Linked DNA regions of Oryzias latipes: region 1 is linked to region 2. Evidence: chromatin contacts called from public Hi-C data. All regions are on one chromosome and are shown on one strand. Each heading gives the region's core, a stretch centred on a gene start, on an enhancer-like site or on the middle of the called end of the contact. The rest is flanking DNA. Distances are from core to core; before and after follow the strand shown. Region 1 holds the start of tshz2 (teashirt homolog 2). Region 2 has its middle 15 kb from the start of znf217.

Evidence for each region. A called contact is a pair of places that touch in the nucleus more often than the background predicts.
Region 1: a Hi-C map of embryo shows a contact between it and region 2, with 2.3 times the contacts expected there. The contact joins the promoter of tshz2 here to the enhancer-like site in region 2. A contact is called at or near these places in 2 of 5 Hi-C or Micro-C datasets (both in embryo).

What each region holds. Positions count from the first base shown.
Region 1 is chr7:24,857,652-24,860,410 of ASM223467v1, forward strand. It overlaps tshz2 (teashirt homolog 2), which reads right to left and starts at 1,509. Exons shown (of 2, transcript XM_004070997.4): 1 at 801-1,509. The coding sequence starts at 840.
Region 2 is chr7:24,739,046-24,741,818 of ASM223467v1, forward strand. No RefSeq gene overlaps it. Among protein-coding and RNA genes, the nearest start is that of znf217, 15 kb to the left of the region's middle. Within about 2 kb of position 1,261, at least 6 of the 8 cell types and tissues checked have an H3K27ac peak or open chromatin away from gene starts, as enhancers often do. A contact at or near this core is called in embryo, where this site is marked.

The sequences.
Region 1 (2,759 bases), core at 259-2,758, 120 kb after region 2:
CAGATAAGGGTCTCAGTATCTTAAACGGAGAGAGGGGGGGGATAAAGAGACGCTATTATTGGCAGAGAACAATTGCCATCTGCTTGCTACATCCGCCGCCGTAATAAAGACTGATAACTTCTCAGAGAGCATCCTCAACACATCCACCCTAGAAGGATTCGCTGTTTTTTTTTTTTTTAAATCAAGGAGGAAACAATGGGGTTAAGTCAGAAGACACTTGGAGCGCCACAGCCGGGGCCTCCTCGGAGAGCAGAGATCATCTTTCCAAACACAAGCGGAGGGCCCGCAGACCTGCAGCTGTGCACAGGAGAAGTACAAACCTGTGTGTGTTTCTTTATGTGTGTGTGTGTGACCCTGTCTCCATTTGTCCATAAGATTATGAAGAGTTCATGCAGAGTTCATCGGCTCCTCCAGCAGCAGCAGCAGCACATCCTTCTCCAAACCAACACTTTGCTTTTTTCCTAAAGAAACTTTCGGATCAGGGATTGGAGGGATCCACTCCTCACAGGTTCATTCAGGGAAAACTACACAACCAGATTGTGTGTGTGTATATATATATGTATTTTTTTTTTTTTACATCATTTCCTTTTTTAGAAACTATTTTGGTTTTTGTTGTTGTTGTTTGTTTCTAAAAGTGCAGCTGGGGAGCTTCAACTCCTCCTTTTCAAACTTAACTTTTTTCTGTCTTTTCAAAATAAAATGTCAATTTTACAGATCATCCCAGAAATAAAGACATAAAGCACTGATTGGATTCTTTTTTCTGGCGGAGACAGACAGATAGGTTTGGGTCAGGTTCTTACCCGCAGCCCGCCTGGGCGCCTGCTGCTTCCTCCGCGGCATTTCTCCGTCTCCTTCCTCCTCCTCCTCCTCCTCCTCCTCCTCCGCTCAGGAGTCGCAGATCAGCGCGGAGTCCAGGTGAAAGGCGCGGGGAGATAGTCCATGAACACACACACACAGAGGCGCGCGCGCACATGCACCCCGGCGCGCGCGCAAACAGAGAGAGTGTGAGTCTTTCTTCTCGCCTCTTCCGACTTCTTCTGTCAAGAAAATCCAACAAGGAAAGGTTGGAGAGCGGCGGGCAGGATGTTGGATCGTTCCTTCACCTCCTCCTTCTTCTTCTTCCTCCTCCTCCTCTCGCTGCTCCTCCTGCTGCTCCGGGGCGCCACTCGTCCCTCCTCACCGTCTGTTTTCGTCCATCAGCGCCGCGTAACGTTTGATCGCCGCGCGTCACTCAGTCGTGTCCGCGTGCGGGAGTGGAAATGCGCGTAAAAAGGCGAGCGTTGCGGTGATATTACGCACGGCGCGGGAGGGAAGGAGGAGAGGCGATGCCAGCAGACATCGATCCGGAGAACAAACTGAACATTAAAAACTCCTCCCTCCTCGGCTGGACTTGATGATGGTAGCGAGACATTTGTTACACTAGATAAGCAGGAGTTTATTAAAGGAACAGAGGCCAGAGAAAAGGAGCCAGACTGCAGCAGCTGCTCTCTGTCACTCGCTGCTCACGCAGCCTTGCGTGGTTTTCTTCAACAACTTCCGCTTTGTTCCTTTCAGGAACTTTTTTTTCTCCCGCCAACAGATATAAAGAAAGCAGGAATGCAGAGAAAAATCTTCTTTTTTGACTCCAAAAATGTCACATTTCCTCCATAGTGTGATGCAAACATTTCAATGCAACTCTTAGGAGGAATATTCTTGTCCAGAAATGTGTTTTTTTTGTTGTTGTTGTTGTTGCTACATTTAATCATTTAGCGATGACGTTAAACATCACAAACTCTACAAATGAAAAAAAAGATTGACACAACCCAAAACATTTGCTTTTTTCCAGACTGTTAGGATTTGAATGTTTTTCTTAGGACATTTTTCAGCTTTTTCATTCCTTTTCAGTGCAGCCTCAATTCTGAAGCATCTTTAGGCCGTGTCACTCAGCCCACACATTTTACATTGATCATAAGTATTCTGAATTCTAAACTCTATGGAAACAAAAGTAGCGCCGTCCTATGTACGGCATCAAGCATCCAAATGATTGGAATTCATTTAACCCTTGTGCTATCTTAGATGACCCCACCCTTACATTGACGTGTTCTCCCTACCATGACAAAGGTGAATAAAGGTGGAAAGATTTCATGTAATCCATGGACACCAGTGAAGATTCCAAATCATTGAAGAAAAAAGGTTCAGAGCACTGTCTAGTGGGTCTAGATGACCAAACTCCCAATGTTAAAGTGCCTAGGATAGCACAAGGGTTACAGACATTTTATGCATTTGCTACGTATGACATTTTCGTCGTTCATGATACATGCGTGATACACGCAATTCATACGTGTTTCTTGCTTTAGTCATTGGTTGATGTGCGCAGATGTCTGTTAAGGGTTTCGGGTTTTTACGTGAATTCTGTCTGAAGCTGTTCAACTTGAGAATTATCTGTGTGTATTTTACGTAGTTTATACACAACTGAACAGAAATCTTGTGCAATTGTGCGTGATTTTCAGTTTGGTGGCTTTCCACAACCGTTCCACGTATGTCTTACAGACTTTTCACGCATTTACCACCGATGTATAACTTTTACATGGCGCACAAATCAGGTTAAAATTACGCATTGGGTTTGGGTCAGATTTGGCTGTTACATTGATTTATGTGTTCTTTGTGGCGTTAATTCCTACTTCTTCTGTGGGTTTAATGTGGTTTATTCGTGATCCATCTGTGAACATTTCACCCTAAAGACCACAACTTTTCTCACCTAAAGAAATTTGAGAGATTTT
Region 2 (2,773 bases), core at 11-2,510:
TATCTTCATGTAATTTCTATGATTAGTAGAAAATTACATTTTCACAGCCAGGATTTTGTTTTATATTATTGGTTAAAATAAAATGTCAAAATTTAAATTTAGTTCTAAAAAAATCTAAAGACACCTGAAAAAAACCCCAAAACTTTTTCATAAAAACATACAATCGAAAATATATACATTTTTAATAGAAAAGTTATACATTACTTATTTTGGTGAGATTTCCAGCATGATTATTGCATACTAAAAAAGTTTTTGAGCAAGACTTTCAAAATAAAGTTGTAAACTGTTCCATGAAACCAGTGGGGTCTGTAAACAGACCCAAAGAGCTGAAAATGACAACAATTTAAGCAAAATAAACGCTTTAACAAAATATTGCAAAAGAACACCGTAAAGATTACACCGTACACAATGATGTAAAACTGGGAGTTTAATATTACCCTCTTAGGAAAAACTGGACCAAACATAAAGAAATGTTTGTTTTAAAAAAGGGGGGCAAAATTATTTTATTTAGAGACTTAATTGACATTCTGGTAAGAAAATCAAATCAAAAGTTCATTTGTTGAAAATTTTTCCCCATCATAATTAGCAGAACCTTTTTGAGTCTCAAAACAAACACATTTCAGGAAGATTTTTACAAAATAAAAGTCAACCATCTGTTAAAAAAATAATGATTTATGACTAGTTCTCTTGAAAATAAGCATGATTTTACAAACGGATTTATTTTACAAATTAAAAAATGTTTGCATGGAAGTTGGAATAAATAAATAAAAAGTTTTTCCATCTCTCAGATTCTGTCGCTTTCAAAATAAAACAGAACTCTTACTTGGACTAAACTGAAAACACGGAAACAGCAAAGAAGAAAACATTTTAGTTCAGAAACAACATCAGGTACAACTTTGGATATTTTATTATATATATATTGTAACCACCCAGCTGATATTTTTAGAAAACAGCTAAAAAAACACAAATGTATTTCACCAAACACTGAAAAAAGGGAGACTTTCTATAAACAACAGCCGCTCAGACACACAAAAACAAGACAAACACTTAAGAAAATGACACTGCAGTGAAGATGAACAACACAACAATCTATTCAACAAGGATCCGGAGAACACGCCGCAGATTCTCTCCGCTGTTCCTCTTTGCTGTGATTTCTTTGAGCTTTTATTTTTTTATTTTTTATTTTTTTGCTTTCTTGTACACGCACGCGGGCTTGTTCCGTGACGTGATTGGACCAAAGGCTGGTCTTTGTTCTGAGGCGATCCGGAAGAAGGAGCGGACAGCGCGGATGAACAAAAGGCACGTGCGATGAGGCGTCGGCGGCGGAGGTGAAGCCCGCGCTACATCCGCCACTGGGGGCGCCGCGTGCCTAGTCCCGCTCCCCTACCTGCACGTGCGCCTGTAACCCCCCCCCCTCCTCCTCCTTCCCTCCCAGCATCAGGGCTGCACTTAAGTGCTGTTTCCGATACCCATGAGCAAGCCCCGCGAAGGCGGCCCCGTCCGCCGCAGCCCTTATTGTTTTCTCGCGGATGATTGATTGATGGATGAGGGCTGACACTTCAATGAAGCCATTTCCACTGGCATCTCTATCCGATGATGTGCGGCGTATATTTGCCATCCACGCCTCATTGCTCGCCTGTGTCATTCCTGGAACTTCATTTACACTATGTTTCCCCCTGAAGGACCTTTTTTTTTCTGTCCCATCCTGCTACTCTTTTTTTTATCTCTACGCCATAAAATAATGTTGGCTCTTGTTGACACTGGATCCCCCCCCCAAAAAAAATCATTTGTGTACAGGCGTCCAGGCCGGAGCTGCTCGTCTCAAGCACAAACGGGGGGCTTCCAACACCACCAAAAGGTTGCCCCCCCCCCTCCTGAAAAACATGTTGAAGTATATTAGTTCAATGACAGCATGATGGAGGTGCCTCCTCCCAGACAATTGCCTGTTTCTGCTCATATGGGGAGCAGATGGTAAGCAAGCATCAGCGTGGCAGGCTTTCTGGGATGACGGCCATGAGATTCCCCCTCAGGTGCCATTGCAGCCCCCTTTAGAAGGAGAGAGTGATTGGTGGGACATGGCACCCAAAGCAAATGCTTTTTTTTGTGTGTTTTGTCTTTTTTTTTTTGCCTGCGTTACAGGTTTTAACAAAAATGCAACAAAGCCTTTTCAAAGTCACCTACGACATTATGTGCTGGAATTTTGCAGACCTGCGTTGTAACTAAACGTGAAAAATACATCTTTAAAATCCACTAATAGATGCAATTGAATTTAATTTAAATGTGCACAAAAAGAAAAGTTGAAAAAAGAAATGCAATAATAGCAGAAGACTGGACCCTTAACCGTTGTGCTAACTTGTGGGGTCCAGATGACCCCACCCTTACATTGACATGTTATTCCTACCAGGACAAAGGTGGATAAAGGGGGAAAGATTTCATGTAATCCATGGACACCAGTGAAAATCACAAATCATTGAAGAAAAAAGGTTCAGAGCACTGTCTAGTGGGTCTAGATTAACGTTGAGAGTGGGGTCATCTGGACCCCACAAGATAGCACAAGGGCTAAAAGAGTTTAATTGACCGGAACTATTTAAAAACACAACACCAAATGCCTTGTGCACCGATCAGTCCAGTCCGGTACTTTGAGCGTTTCCATTATAAAAATTGACTGAACTGTACTCTTTTATTGGTTGTAGGTCCATAGGACAGTGGAACGGACTGGTCAAGGCAGAGCAACTGTTGAAACCCTGTGATTGGCTGATGGTCACTAGGACAA